Linked DNA regions of Zea mays: all the other regions are linked to region 1. Evidence: chromatin contacts called from public Hi-C data. All regions are on one chromosome and are shown on one strand. The core of a region is the stretch at or near the end of the contact, and the rest is flanking DNA. Distances in the headings are between cores, read along the strand shown.

Region 1 (2,962 bases), core at 335-2,834:
TTATGTATTATCAGCATCTCATTTGACCAAAATCATTGCATATATTAGCTAACCACAACTGTGCACCCCGATTCAGTTCCTACACTAAGCACTGAGACCTCTTTATTCCCAAGAAAGCTGGGGCATGCTAGAGATGAAACCCATCACCAGGCACCAAAATAAACAAAGAAAGAAAGAAATAACAGGGTAAAAGAAGAATTAAGAAAAGGAGGTATTAGTAACAGTAAAAAAGTAGTATGATGATAATAATAATAAGAGTGGAGTGATAACCTAGGTCATGGTTTTGGCACGGATTGACAATCTATAACTCAACTAAACAAACTACATAATGCCTTTACCATCTTTGGTCTCAGTAAGTTGGTGCTCTGACTGAGCTGGAGAGCACCCAACAGCCAAAAGAGCAAACACCCAGAACTCCCCCCCCCCCCCCCCCCCAAAAAAAATCCTTTCGCATGGACCAGAGTGCATTTTAGGTTCATACTTATCTACTTAACACATAAGGACAGGCCTGGCTCAGTAGTGAGAAGCCTTCCCACCGAATCAAAGATCCTGGTTCCATGCAGCTTCTCTGCCAAAATGCATGGATAAGGCTGCCTCAGTTATTCCGTACCCAAACCTCACTCATATGGGAGCCGTCAACACTGGGTCTGTCCAATTAAGACACTTCCTTTTTCTAGCAATTCGTGTCTCATCTCAGAATAAAAGGTAGTTTCCACATGTGTTATCCTCACCAAACCAAACTCAAGCTGGAGCTCTCAGTCCGAGAGCTACTCAAATCGACAAAATGACTCATAGGCAAACTTCCTGTTTCTGCACTCATTTGTACAAACTACTGATACTAAGCAAAACAGCAACAGCAGCACTAGCATAGCAATTACTAGTTCACTACTTCAGCCAGTCATCTGAATCAAACCAAAGCAAAGGTTTCAAATGTCTTGCAGTCTCAAACCGGCAACAACCTAGGCATGGAATCTAAACCTTAGCAAATGACAAAACTCTAGGTAGCAGAATCAAAGCATTAACACACGCGCACCTAGCGAGGGCAGGGATGCGCGGGCGCTTGGGCGCATGGTCGTCGTTGTCGCCGCCGCCGCCACCACCGGTGGGGTCCAGCCCGCGCTTGGACCCCGACCGCTGAAGTCGTCCCGGGCGCGGCATCGCGCCCGAATCCTGACCCTTAGCCTCCCCCTCGGCTCCCAGTGCCCTCCTCCAGCCTTCTGATGTGTGCCCGTCAGATCTGCGCCCATTACAAACCCAGGTAAAAAAAAACCCGAATAATCACCATGAATGCAGGAACGCAAGCCGAAACGAAGAGAAGCGGCGCGGTACCGAATCGGCGTCGCCGGCGAGAAGTAGAACAGTCTCCCGCGGAATCGCGAGGCCGAACTGCGGAGAGAGATCTGTGCTCTGGACCTCTGGGGAGTGCGGCGGAGCAGGAGGCGAGCGCCGTTCTTCGGGGGGGGGGGGGGGGGGGGGGGGGGGGGGGGGGGGGGGGGGCTGTGCCTGTGGCCTATGCTCGCTGGGGGGGGGGGGGGGGGGGGGGGGGGGGGGGCGCTGTGCCTGTGGCCTATGCTCGCTCTCGCGAGCCTCCGCCTTTCTTTACCGCTCAAATGTGTTTGTTTACTTGCCGCCCTTCGCCTACCTGGCCGTGAGCCACTCCGGCACGGCTCTCGCTCACCGACTTTCCAGGCCCACGATATCGGAGGTCCGGGGCCTGACAGAAAATGACACGCAGGCCCTAGAAACATCGGGCCCACGTGTCAGTTTGTGGATGGAATAGTGGGGGTTGACAAGGTGGTGACATGGTGGGGTGCATGAAGCGGCTCCGCGCAAAGATGGCCAATCAGAATACGGATGGCAATGGGTACATTAATTATTCGGTTCTATTCAATTTATATGGACTAAAGAAGATTGATATTAATTGAGAGAGATTTTGACTTATTAGGGATTAAAACCCTCTGATATATATAGATTTGGTAGAATTGAACATATAATAAAGGGTTGTTTGGTTTGAGAAATCACTGCATCCAAGATGAGATGTATTGTGAGTTTATTCCTCAAATTTGGTCGAATGGTCTTATTCCTCGTGTTAGTACCAACTAACTAACTATGAGAAATTAGTTGGTGATGGATCAACTCACAATAAACCCCTATAAAACCCACGTGCCCACGGATAAAAACCATAAATGGTGTGGGTTTGTGTGTGATTTGTACCCGCGGGTACAGATGCGGCTTTGATTCTCAATCTAATGGGTTTTCTCGCGGGTATGAAAATATTGTATACGTTAACTCGCGTACTCGCAATGGATATATATATATACATATATATATATATATATATATATATTACGAGCTTTGTGCTTCCAATAACTAGAGGAAGCCTAGGTCAGACGGTGCAATCCGGTCGAGCCGAACCAGGTCCAGGCGTCTATAAAAGAAGACCCAGAGGGCTAGGATTCAGTTTTTCACGCCCCATCCCGATCCATTAGCGACGACACCCACCCAGGCGCGTGCGACGTCGGCGGTTGCCCAAGAGCGCGCGCGGCGGCGGACCCTCGGCCGGTGACTGTGGTGGTCACGACTCCCCAACCCGGACACGCGGTGGCGTAGGTTCCTCGATCCGGAGTAGTGGCGGCGGTTCCCAGGTCGGTGGCATGGTGGCGATGGCTCCTCGATCCAGAGGGCAAGCGACGGCGGGTGTAACACCCCTGGTGTTACGTGAACTAAAACTCTGACATGTCATCATAAGCATTTGCATTAACTTGCTTGTTACACTTAGAATGCATTAACTCTGACATGATCAGGTGCTTGAGGAGTTGCATCGTACCTATCCGATGGAATTTCAAACAGCGCAATGACTGATCAACCATCTACAACAAATGGTGCATATGCTCAATGTTGCCTTTTATTCTGCCCCAACACCAATGGACTAAAAGGTACCTATGGAGCATGGAAACAGACA
Region 2 (2,962 bases), core at 155-2,654, 470 kb before region 1:
GACTGGCAAGGAGGACCCCCTAGAGCAAGATGAGGGCACATCATCATGTGAGCGATTCAAGGATCTTTGCCATCTGTGGTTCGGCCTAGCCATCTGCAGCAATCGAACTGATGAGGCTCCCCTTCCACACCACAGTACAAGATATAAACTTCGTAAGTCCATTTATGGTGAAGCTCATTGGACAGCTATCATGTAATCCTAGCCGCTTCCCATATATTTATAGAGCGTATTAATTGGTCGTGGCCCATTACACCTTTAATCCCAATACGAGTTGGACTCTAATCTGAATTATTTGTGATTGTCTCTTGGACATATCTTCAACAGGTTGCTCATCCTAAAACGGCTAACACTAGTAGAATACGATACATTAGACAAGCTTGATAAAATGGAAAGATATGATGCAAGGTCTATCCCTGCAACCATTGCTCAGTGGCGATCTAGATATCCAGACAATCAAACTACCTCGTCATCTACCACTGACGCCAAAAACAAAGAAAGCGGCATCTTATAGCTGCACAATAGCCAAAAACCAAATAGATACCAGAACTGAATGTAATGTAGGAAAAGAGGCTTTGCAATCTGATAAAACAGAAGCAGCTGAGGGAGATACCTCGCTAATCTTGGTCGAAGTTGCAGCGTCAACAGTGGACATGTCCACATAGCCCTTCCCGCTACCGATCTGCTCGAGCACGCCATCCTTGTCGAAGACGACCTAGGTGGAAAAACAGGGACCGCCGGACCGGAAATCGATTAGAAAAAAAAATGAAACGTCGCGTATTTCCTATATCCTGTATAAGAAAGAGGAACCACGGCTGAATAATATGAACCGTGTCTTAACTGATAGGGCGGCGCTGGGGTCGGAGAGCATGGCGATGGTGTATCTGCACTTGGAGACGACGGAGGCAGGCGTCTCCCCGACGGTGGCGCCGAGCGCGGCGAGCTCTTGGCACTAGGAGAAGAGGTCATGGAGATGTGATTTCGGGAGCACGCGTGCGGACGGGAGGCGACGGATTCGGATTTCAGCAGAACATAAGGGCGCGGGCGCAGCGGTTCCGATGCAATACCTTGGCGAGGGTCCTGTTCCAGACGGTGACGCGGAAGCCGTGGCGGAGGAGGTTGGTCGCCATTGCCTTGCCCATGATGCCCAGACCCAAGAACCCCACCTCCATCTCTGATTGCTGGCAGCCTTCTTCCTCCGTCCCCTCTTCCGCGCACGCGCGGACGGCAGACCTTGTCTCTCCTCTGTAGGTGTAGGCGCTTGGCCCCTGTGTGCGCGTGTGCTTGTGGCGGACTGCCGGGCGCCGCAGCCACAGCGATACACTTGTGCTCCTCCCAGTAGCGCAGCGGTGTGCAGGGGCAAACCCTCCTCTATCTGTGTCCGTCCCAGCCAATCCTCGATTTTCTTCTGTATGGTACTCGTAGTGTTTTTTTTTTTGTGGTCTTGTCTACGTAGCGAGAGAAGCGCAGGATGCCTAGATCGCCACCGTCTACAGTGCATCGGACAGTCGTTGTGGCCCTTCAGTTATTTATTTTATTATCATCTCTATTTTAAATTCCACCATATAAATAGTATAGTCTTCACTGTAAAACAGTATTTTGTACGGTCAAATACACGATGTAATGGCTATAGTTTAAGTATGTCGCTGAGCACGTGGACTAAGGGAACATATTGGATCAGGCACGGGTTCGTTGGATCAGTGGCTATTGATTGGGCCATTGGTGTTCACTTACTCAGGTCCATAACTTGTGAGGCTGGTACGAGTGCTTGCAGTTAAGATGTATAAAGTCCAATGGAGCAACCACACCGAAGAAGAAGCTACAGGGGAGATCGAGGATTTTCTAAGCAGAAACTACCCTGAATTCCTATTAAAAAGTGTTGGTACATAACCATACCCCATCACACCCCTTGCTTTCTGCTTTTAAGATGCCATCATACCTCACTACTTAAAGAAAATTGGAACCTCTAGATAAGGATAATAGGGCTTCCTTCTGAAGTTGCAAAGAGGATGACATCCGAAGAGCTGGTTGGCAAAATGTCTCAAAATGTACACCACCCCTGTTTAGGCAGTAGAGTCACCCACCTCCTTACCACTTATAATCTCACCCAAATCTCAGGACGAGATTCTTTTTAGGGGGAGGGTTGTAACACCACAGGTGTTACTCAGGGTTTCTACTCTGTACCCACACCCTTGACCTATTATCACATGTGGTTTAGTTAAGCCCAAGATAACCAAAACTTAGCAATCAAATGGTTAGCAAGTGTTTATTATTCTAAGATGCCTACCTTAACCTTATGGTGCCTATAACAGAGAGAAAAGTTTCTAAAAAAACTTAAGTCTATTCACATGAGACATATGAAACAATGCATAAATCAGGTAAAAAGACAATGAGGATAACATTATCATGAGTTGGACTAATTATACAAGTTGAAGATTACCAAAATATCTACTAAATATAGCAAGGAAGTTTCCCCAAAATGAATCTAAAATAGCCCCAAATTGGATACTCAACTAAGGAACCCAAAGGGGGAAATCAATATTTTCTCTAAGTCTTTTTCATCCCATTTTCAAAGATCAACCGTGTTCACCTAGCTCCAAAACTCAAAAGCAAATGGTCCTATGGACAAAGTGGCACCTAAATACCTCAGACACACCCTGGTGAAGTTTGAAACTAAACCAAAACTGTTTGACACGCTTTGGCCTGGTTTTTGTCGCGACCCATGCTGAGTGACAGACCCAACTTGACACAAGCTTTTCAAGCTTTTCTCCTCATCCTAAGCATATCTACGGTCGGAACTCACATAGAAAAGAAAGGATTTGGAACAGGGAAGAGACCTTACACGAGATCTTTGCCAAGATACACACGTTAGAGCAGCTAAATAGGTGCTTGGACATGGGCAGAAGCAAACCTCCACATGTTCGACCTCGGCTGGCACTCGGGAACGCGCTCTGACCGTGCCCAC
Region 3 (2,962 bases), core at 198-2,697, 300 kb before region 1:
TAATCGCTATCACCTTCGTTCAAGGATCATTATCTTCAAGAGAGATAATACTTCGAAGGACGAAAGTCCTTAATGTTTAATAGTATGTTGTCTTGTTTTTGGTTTACAATAATCGAAAATGAGTAACCAATAGATATCACCTAACAAAAATAGCAAAATAAACATACAATAAACAAAAACTGAAGAGTAAATGTGCAAAAAGCTAATTAGTGGTATTGCCTTGAGTCAACCAAAAACACGAGCAGCAACTTTGACATCAATAATAGAATCGTTTAACCAACTAACTCTTCTTTAGGCTCATCATCATTGTCGAAGTCTACAGAAGCGATGGTGGTACCTTCACATACAAACAATTTCCTCAAAGCATCTTCGCTGCCCACATCTCTAGCCTCACTAGGCGAGCGAACTAAAGGCTAGTTTGGTGTGTGGCCTCCCGCGCCACGCCGTGCCTAAGCCGCGGCGGTCGAATCGGCCGCCACACCTGCTGCGGTAAAACTGTGGTGCGGCGTGACGGCTTAGTCGTGCTACCAAACAGCCCCTAAATCAGGATGTACAACAATATTAATTGAAGCATCGCCTCCAACCTGGTCAACCACCTCTCTGACTTCTTAAGAGATCAAGCCAAGTTCTTCTTGCAAAGCCATCCTAGGCACTAAATATTTTTAGCTATGCATCCAAGGATCCTACAAACACTATGCAAGGGAACGTTCGCCCTGGTCCTAAGTATCAATATGTTTAGCTACATCCAAGGATCCTACAAACACTAAATTCTAAATCAAATCATCAAGAGGGTTTATGATCAACCAACTCTGATTCAGACAATTCAACGTCTGTTGAATCATATTAAGTGTGTCTTTATCTTTTGCCATTATTTGATAGCTTAGAAAATTTAATAATAAATTAACACTAGCGATACAATATTGTACAAAATATAAGGATAAAAAAATTTAATAATGCATTTTAACACAAAACACGATGTCCTTTATCACTCACAAAATTTAAAACTAAGAAACAATTTATACATAAAAAGGAAACTCTTTTGAATTGGTAAACTGGACCGACTTAAATAGCCGGAGGGAGTAATTAAACCAAATGTTAGTTTAGTGGGTTGACTAGTCATAGGCTAAACTTAGAGGGTTGTCTACATTTATTATACATTTATTAGAACAATAATAAATATATACATACATACAAACTATATTTGTAGGTTAATTATGAATATATTTTTAATTAAAACGAATTATATTTTGAAATAGAGGGAATATTTGTTTGTGTCTAGGTAGCATTGCTTGAGGTTAGTGTTGACGGTAATACTATCTCCAGAAATACTATAGAGGGATTAGGGATAAAATAGGCTCGCCCAGCCTGGCAAGGTTTGCCTTGCACAGCAAGGTAAGGCAAAGCAGGCTGGCAACCGAACCAAACGCGTAGTTCATGTATGAAGACATCTCGTGTGGAAAATTTTATTTCTCCCAAACGCGTCAGACGAGAAACGACCGCGCCAGCACACGTGCACACGACACGACTGGGCAAACGCGAAACAAGCCGAGCCCGTAGATCGGCAGACGCGGATAGATGCTTTCTTGATCGAGTAATCGTCTTGTGATTGTTTATAGAGTAAAGTTTGAAAGAAAATAGGTAAACTATTGTCCGCTAGAGATAGTTTAATGAAGTGTTTAGTTTATAGGGACTAATTTTTAGTCTATATATTTTATTACATTTTAGTTTGTACATTATCAAATATGAAATATTTTAGTTTACATATTTAGCAATCTAGAGACTAAAATATAATAAAATAAAAACACCATCTAAACTATGTCCAGCAGCCTCTCTCTATCACATTATCTATCTGAATTTCTATTTCAAACTCCATTCTATAAATAATACATTATACAACGAGTGTTTTGCACGTTTATGGACATGAGCATCTTCAATAAACTAGCTAAATGACTCGTCAAACCAAATTTTGGCTATTTAACGGTAAAACAACTATTTAACACACTAGCTATTTAACTCGTCAAGCTATCCGACTCTTTAAATTAACTACCTTACTAGATAAATTTAGCTAGCCACTTGACTATCTAAACTAGATAAATAAGATATTACATGTAAAATATAATTTTTATGAAAAGATAAATAGATGCTTTTACTAGAGATAGCTTAACGGCCCCGGACATTCAAAAGCTGAAGCGACACAAAATCGTACTTATTTTTATTTTTTCTGAAAAGGTACACGTACGCACAAAATCATACACATGAGCTAGACCGCCACTAGTACAGAGAAGTTCTATAGTGGCGGTTGTAAACCTATTTATAGTGTCGTTTTTCGTAACCGCCAGTGCTAGGGGCCAGTAGAAATCATCATTTGTACAGGCGGGTAACTGAGGACCGCCAGTGAAAATCGATTTTTACTGGCGGTCGGCGTAATAAAACCGCCAGTGAAAATCGATTTTCACTGGCGGTCGACGTAATAAAACCGCCAGTGCAAATCGTTTCCAGGAAACATAAAACATATTTTAAAAATAGTTAAAAAATTTATTTTTATTAGGCCCACCCCACCCGCCCGGCGCAAGTCGCGGCATTTTTCGCGCAAAATTCGCGCGCTACGCGGTTGCTAGTATTCGAACCGGCGACCTCACCCTCGCGCGTACCCTCCCCTACCACTCCGTCTATGACATGTCTTGGGTCTAGTTTGTAGTTGTTTTCTCCACATATTACAACCATTTGAGTGTAAATTGCTTATTTGAGACCCTAAACGAATTCAAAAAAACAAGTTGTCAACTACAAAGATAAATAACTTTTGAAGTTCTACAACTTTTATTTTGACACTTTTTTCATCCGAGGTAGTTTGCAAAATTTGAATTTTAAATTTGACATACTTAGATTCAATTTTTGAGAACCGAAATGAGTTCAAATAAAAAAGTTGTCAACTACAAAGTTTCATAACTTTTAGAGATCTACA
Region 4 (2,962 bases), core at 199-2,698, 270 kb after region 1:
AAGGACAATACTGAATCACTGTGGTAACACTTGAGTGAGTAAGAAAGATTCAAAATTGCAAGAACTGGAACAAGTTCTGTCATGTTCCATTATTTCTACTCCCCCATATCCCCACAGTAGAAACAGCTAGACTCATCTATGGCACTGTCAAAGACTAAGGATATACAGATAAAAATGGAGGCACATACACTAGAAGCATACATAATTATAGGGAACAGTACCTCCAAATGGTGCATCCTTCTAGCCTGCCACTCAGACCATTGTTGCATCAATTGCATAAGCTTTCGTTTGCTTTCCCTGAGATATTAAGATACCAATACTATTAAAAGATAACCAAATGATTTACAAATATTTTCTGGAGCATGAAAGTTGGTACGACAAAATGTCATGTGCTACCATATATATTAGTGAGAATGGAAAGCATCTTGTAATTAACCTTGTCAAGTCACTGTAGATGACACGAACAGAAGGTTCCTTTGATTCCACACGGGCTCTTTTAACTCCTCTTGAGGCTAAAAATGCCACATCAAGGAACAACAACAACTATAAATTCCCCCCAGATCACAATAACATGTTTAGGGTCCCAGGAGTATAAGCAAGAGTCTGCACTTCTTATGCAAGTACAGTTCCAAGGATTCAATGGAAACAAATGAATCTTCAGAAAACATAGACACTTGCAGTTGCACAAGTATATTAGAAGAAATACATAATATTCCATTCAATAGGATACGACTTTCTTCAATAGAGATGCTGTTTGACTCATAAATTATTTCATTTTCAGTCCCGTCCCCCTTGTCCAGCTTGACCTCAAAACCAATCACAGTCTGCACAGCTGCAACACTGATCTCGGGCTGAATGGAAGCATCTAATAGCTGATCCTTTCCAACCACTACGTCATCATCCGCGAGGTCCATATCTTCCACTTGCCCCTCTTCAAGATCCAGGTTCCCAGCAGATGTCTTGGGATTACTACCCACAGCACCAGCTTTCCCTTCTGGTTGGAGATCCGATACCAGAGGCTCCATCCCACTCACATCAGGAGCTTTAACCTGAACGTCTCCCCCTTCATCTTTCGCATCAGCCTCACAAGGTGCGTCAAGGCTGATGAACTCGTCTGATGCCATCTTTTTGCGCAGAAATTACACTATGCATTCAACATTCCCGACTGAATCTGCAGCGAACAGTATATACTCGTAATTATGTCAACCCAAAACACAGATAGCTTACGTTAGGGTTTGGGTCCGAAACCACGGAGAGTTCATTGGGTGCTCGGTTTCGCACGGCAGGAAGGAAAGGGAAAGGAAGGGAGGAGAAGAGATGGCATACCTTGTGTGTGCTCGTCGAAGGGGCCGACGAAGACCTGGCGTAGGGCGGCAGCGGCGTCCGCCCAGTCGTCGGCTCGTCGCAACCAGGAAAGGAAAAAGGCACGAGAGATACGGAGTGAACGTGGTGAACGGGAGAGTAGTACTCAAGCAGGTAAGATGGAATGGAAATTTGGTGCGTGGACTGGGCGGGCGATCCCGTTTCGCCTTGTGTCGAGATTTTTGCGATTATAGACCGTGGCAGAACGGGTCTCGCTGGAACGAAAAGAGAGGTGGCGGCTTCGCTCTAAGGGCCAGTTTAGCCGGCACAAAAATATATATCTCTACTACTTTATAAAATTTCATTGTAGGCGTCTACACCCGTACGTCACGTTCTGCCACCGCGCGTATGCCATTCTCAGTCGCCTCCCCACCGCGCTCCCCCAGAAACTGCGCCTCCCCCACCGCGCACATTCTATCCATGGCGCTAGACAGCCAACACGCGAGGTACCTCCCCCGCCGCCACAGAGCAAGAAGCCGCCCCGCCGCAGCAGCCTGCCGCCACCGCCGCCCACGGTAAGGCCATCCCCACCAACTCGAGCTCCTCTTCTTCCCACTGGCGCTGGCCGCCACATCCACGACACCCACGCCACTACGCTCCGTCTCTGACTTCTACTCCGCTCGACCATTTCCTGGTCACTGCCACCACCTACAGCACCATATTCCATTCAAACCCTAACTCGACCCCCCACCCTCTCTCTCGCTTCCTCTTCTCCCAAGATCCCATCCGATGTCTCTCGCTCCACCGCGGTGGATCCCTTCCCCCAAAGCCTTCTATTCCCCAGATCCAAGATGGCGCTGAGGGACAACTTGAGCTCGATGTGGGAGGAAGTTGGGGACGCCAATGACATCTTCACCTCCCCTGCGGCGCTGACGCCATAGCCGACGATGAGGAGGTCACCCAGTCGCTTCTCGTCGCAGTCCTCCTTGCTGTCGAGCAATGCTCCTGTAAGAAGTTGATTTCCCTATTCAATTATGCCACGAAGAACAACCCCGTTGCCAAGAGCCTCCCGAATCTTGAGATCCTCGTGAACAAGTAAGCTGATTCTGGTGAGATAGACAAGACATACGCTTATTTGCTTTGGAATTCGATGGCACACAATACATCGTCCCCTTCTTCTCACCCTCTATTCCATTGGTTTGGTTTGTTGTTAACCAGTTCTCTATGAAAAATGATGTTTTATTGTTCCACTTGGTGGCCTATTATCCTATCGCCCTTTGTCCCGCCGATCCGCGGCTGCCGCCTCCTCCTTCCCCTAATCATACCCCCTGTCCCGCCGATCAGCAGCTGTCGCCTCCCCCTGCCCCGCATCACGCGCGTCTCGCTTCCCCTAATCACGGCGTCGGTGACGTCCTCGAACGCCGCGGGGAGGCGGTGCTCGGGCGCCAGGCGGTAGTCCACGGACGCCACGACCGCCGGGCGGCGGCGGCCAGCGCCGCGCACGTGTTGTGGAACGGCGCAGAGGCCACGCGGAACAGGACGTAGTCGCCGTCGTGGAAGTAGACGACCAGCGGCAGTCGGCCGCCGGACCCGAATCCATGCGGTTGTCATTGCCGCTCTGGCGAGATCCTGAGGTCCATGCGGTTGTCGTTGCTCCGCC

The links. Hi-C and Micro-C count contacts between places; a contact is called where the count stands out from the background.
Region 2: a contact with region 1 is called in a Hi-C map of ear, with 2.3 times the contacts expected there. The contact joins the promoter of LOC100282207 here to the promoter of LOC103653644 in region 1. A contact is called at or near these places in 4 of 25 Hi-C or Micro-C datasets (bundle sheath, ear, leaf and 1 more).
Region 3: a Hi-C map of tassel shows a contact between it and region 1, with 2.9 times the contacts expected there. The contact joins the enhancer-like site here to the promoter of LOC103653644 in region 1. A contact is called at or near these places in 2 of 25 Hi-C or Micro-C datasets (ear and tassel).
Region 4: a contact with region 1 is called in a Hi-C map of leaf, with 2.5 times the contacts expected there. The contact joins the promoter of LOC100282695 here to the promoter of LOC103653644 in region 1. A contact is called at or near these places in 7 of 25 Hi-C or Micro-C datasets (bundle sheath, ear, endosperm and 3 more).

What each region holds. Positions count from the first base shown.
Region 1 is chr4:124,736,512-124,739,473 of Zm-B73-REFERENCE-NAM-5.0, reverse strand. LOC103653644 (Calmodulin-binding protein 60 C) reads right to left here and starts at 1,584. Exons shown (of 9, transcript XM_008680484.4): 1 at 1,330-1,584; 2 at 1,034-1,237. The coding sequence starts at 1,158.
Region 2 is chr4:125,205,721-125,208,682 of Zm-B73-REFERENCE-NAM-5.0, reverse strand. LOC100282207 (2-hydroxy-3-oxopropionate reductase) reads right to left here and starts at 1,404. Exons shown (of 8, transcript NM_001155119.2): 1 at 1,065-1,404; 2 at 839-949; 3 at 611-712. The coding sequence starts at 1,169.
Region 3 is chr4:125,039,321-125,042,282 of Zm-B73-REFERENCE-NAM-5.0, reverse strand. No RefSeq gene overlaps it. Among protein-coding and RNA genes, the nearest start is that of LOC103653645, 98 kb to the right of the region's middle. Within about 2 kb of position 1,447, at least 5 of the 20 cell types and tissues checked have an H3K27ac peak or open chromatin away from gene starts, as enhancers often do. A contact at or near this core is called in tassel, where this site is marked.
Region 4 is chr4:124,462,957-124,465,918 of Zm-B73-REFERENCE-NAM-5.0, reverse strand. LOC100282695 (nucleic acid binding protein) reads right to left here and starts at 1,448. Exons shown (of 9, transcript NM_001155602.1): 1 at 1,327-1,448; 2 at 731-1,171; 3 at 437-512; 4 at 222-297. The coding sequence starts at 1,124.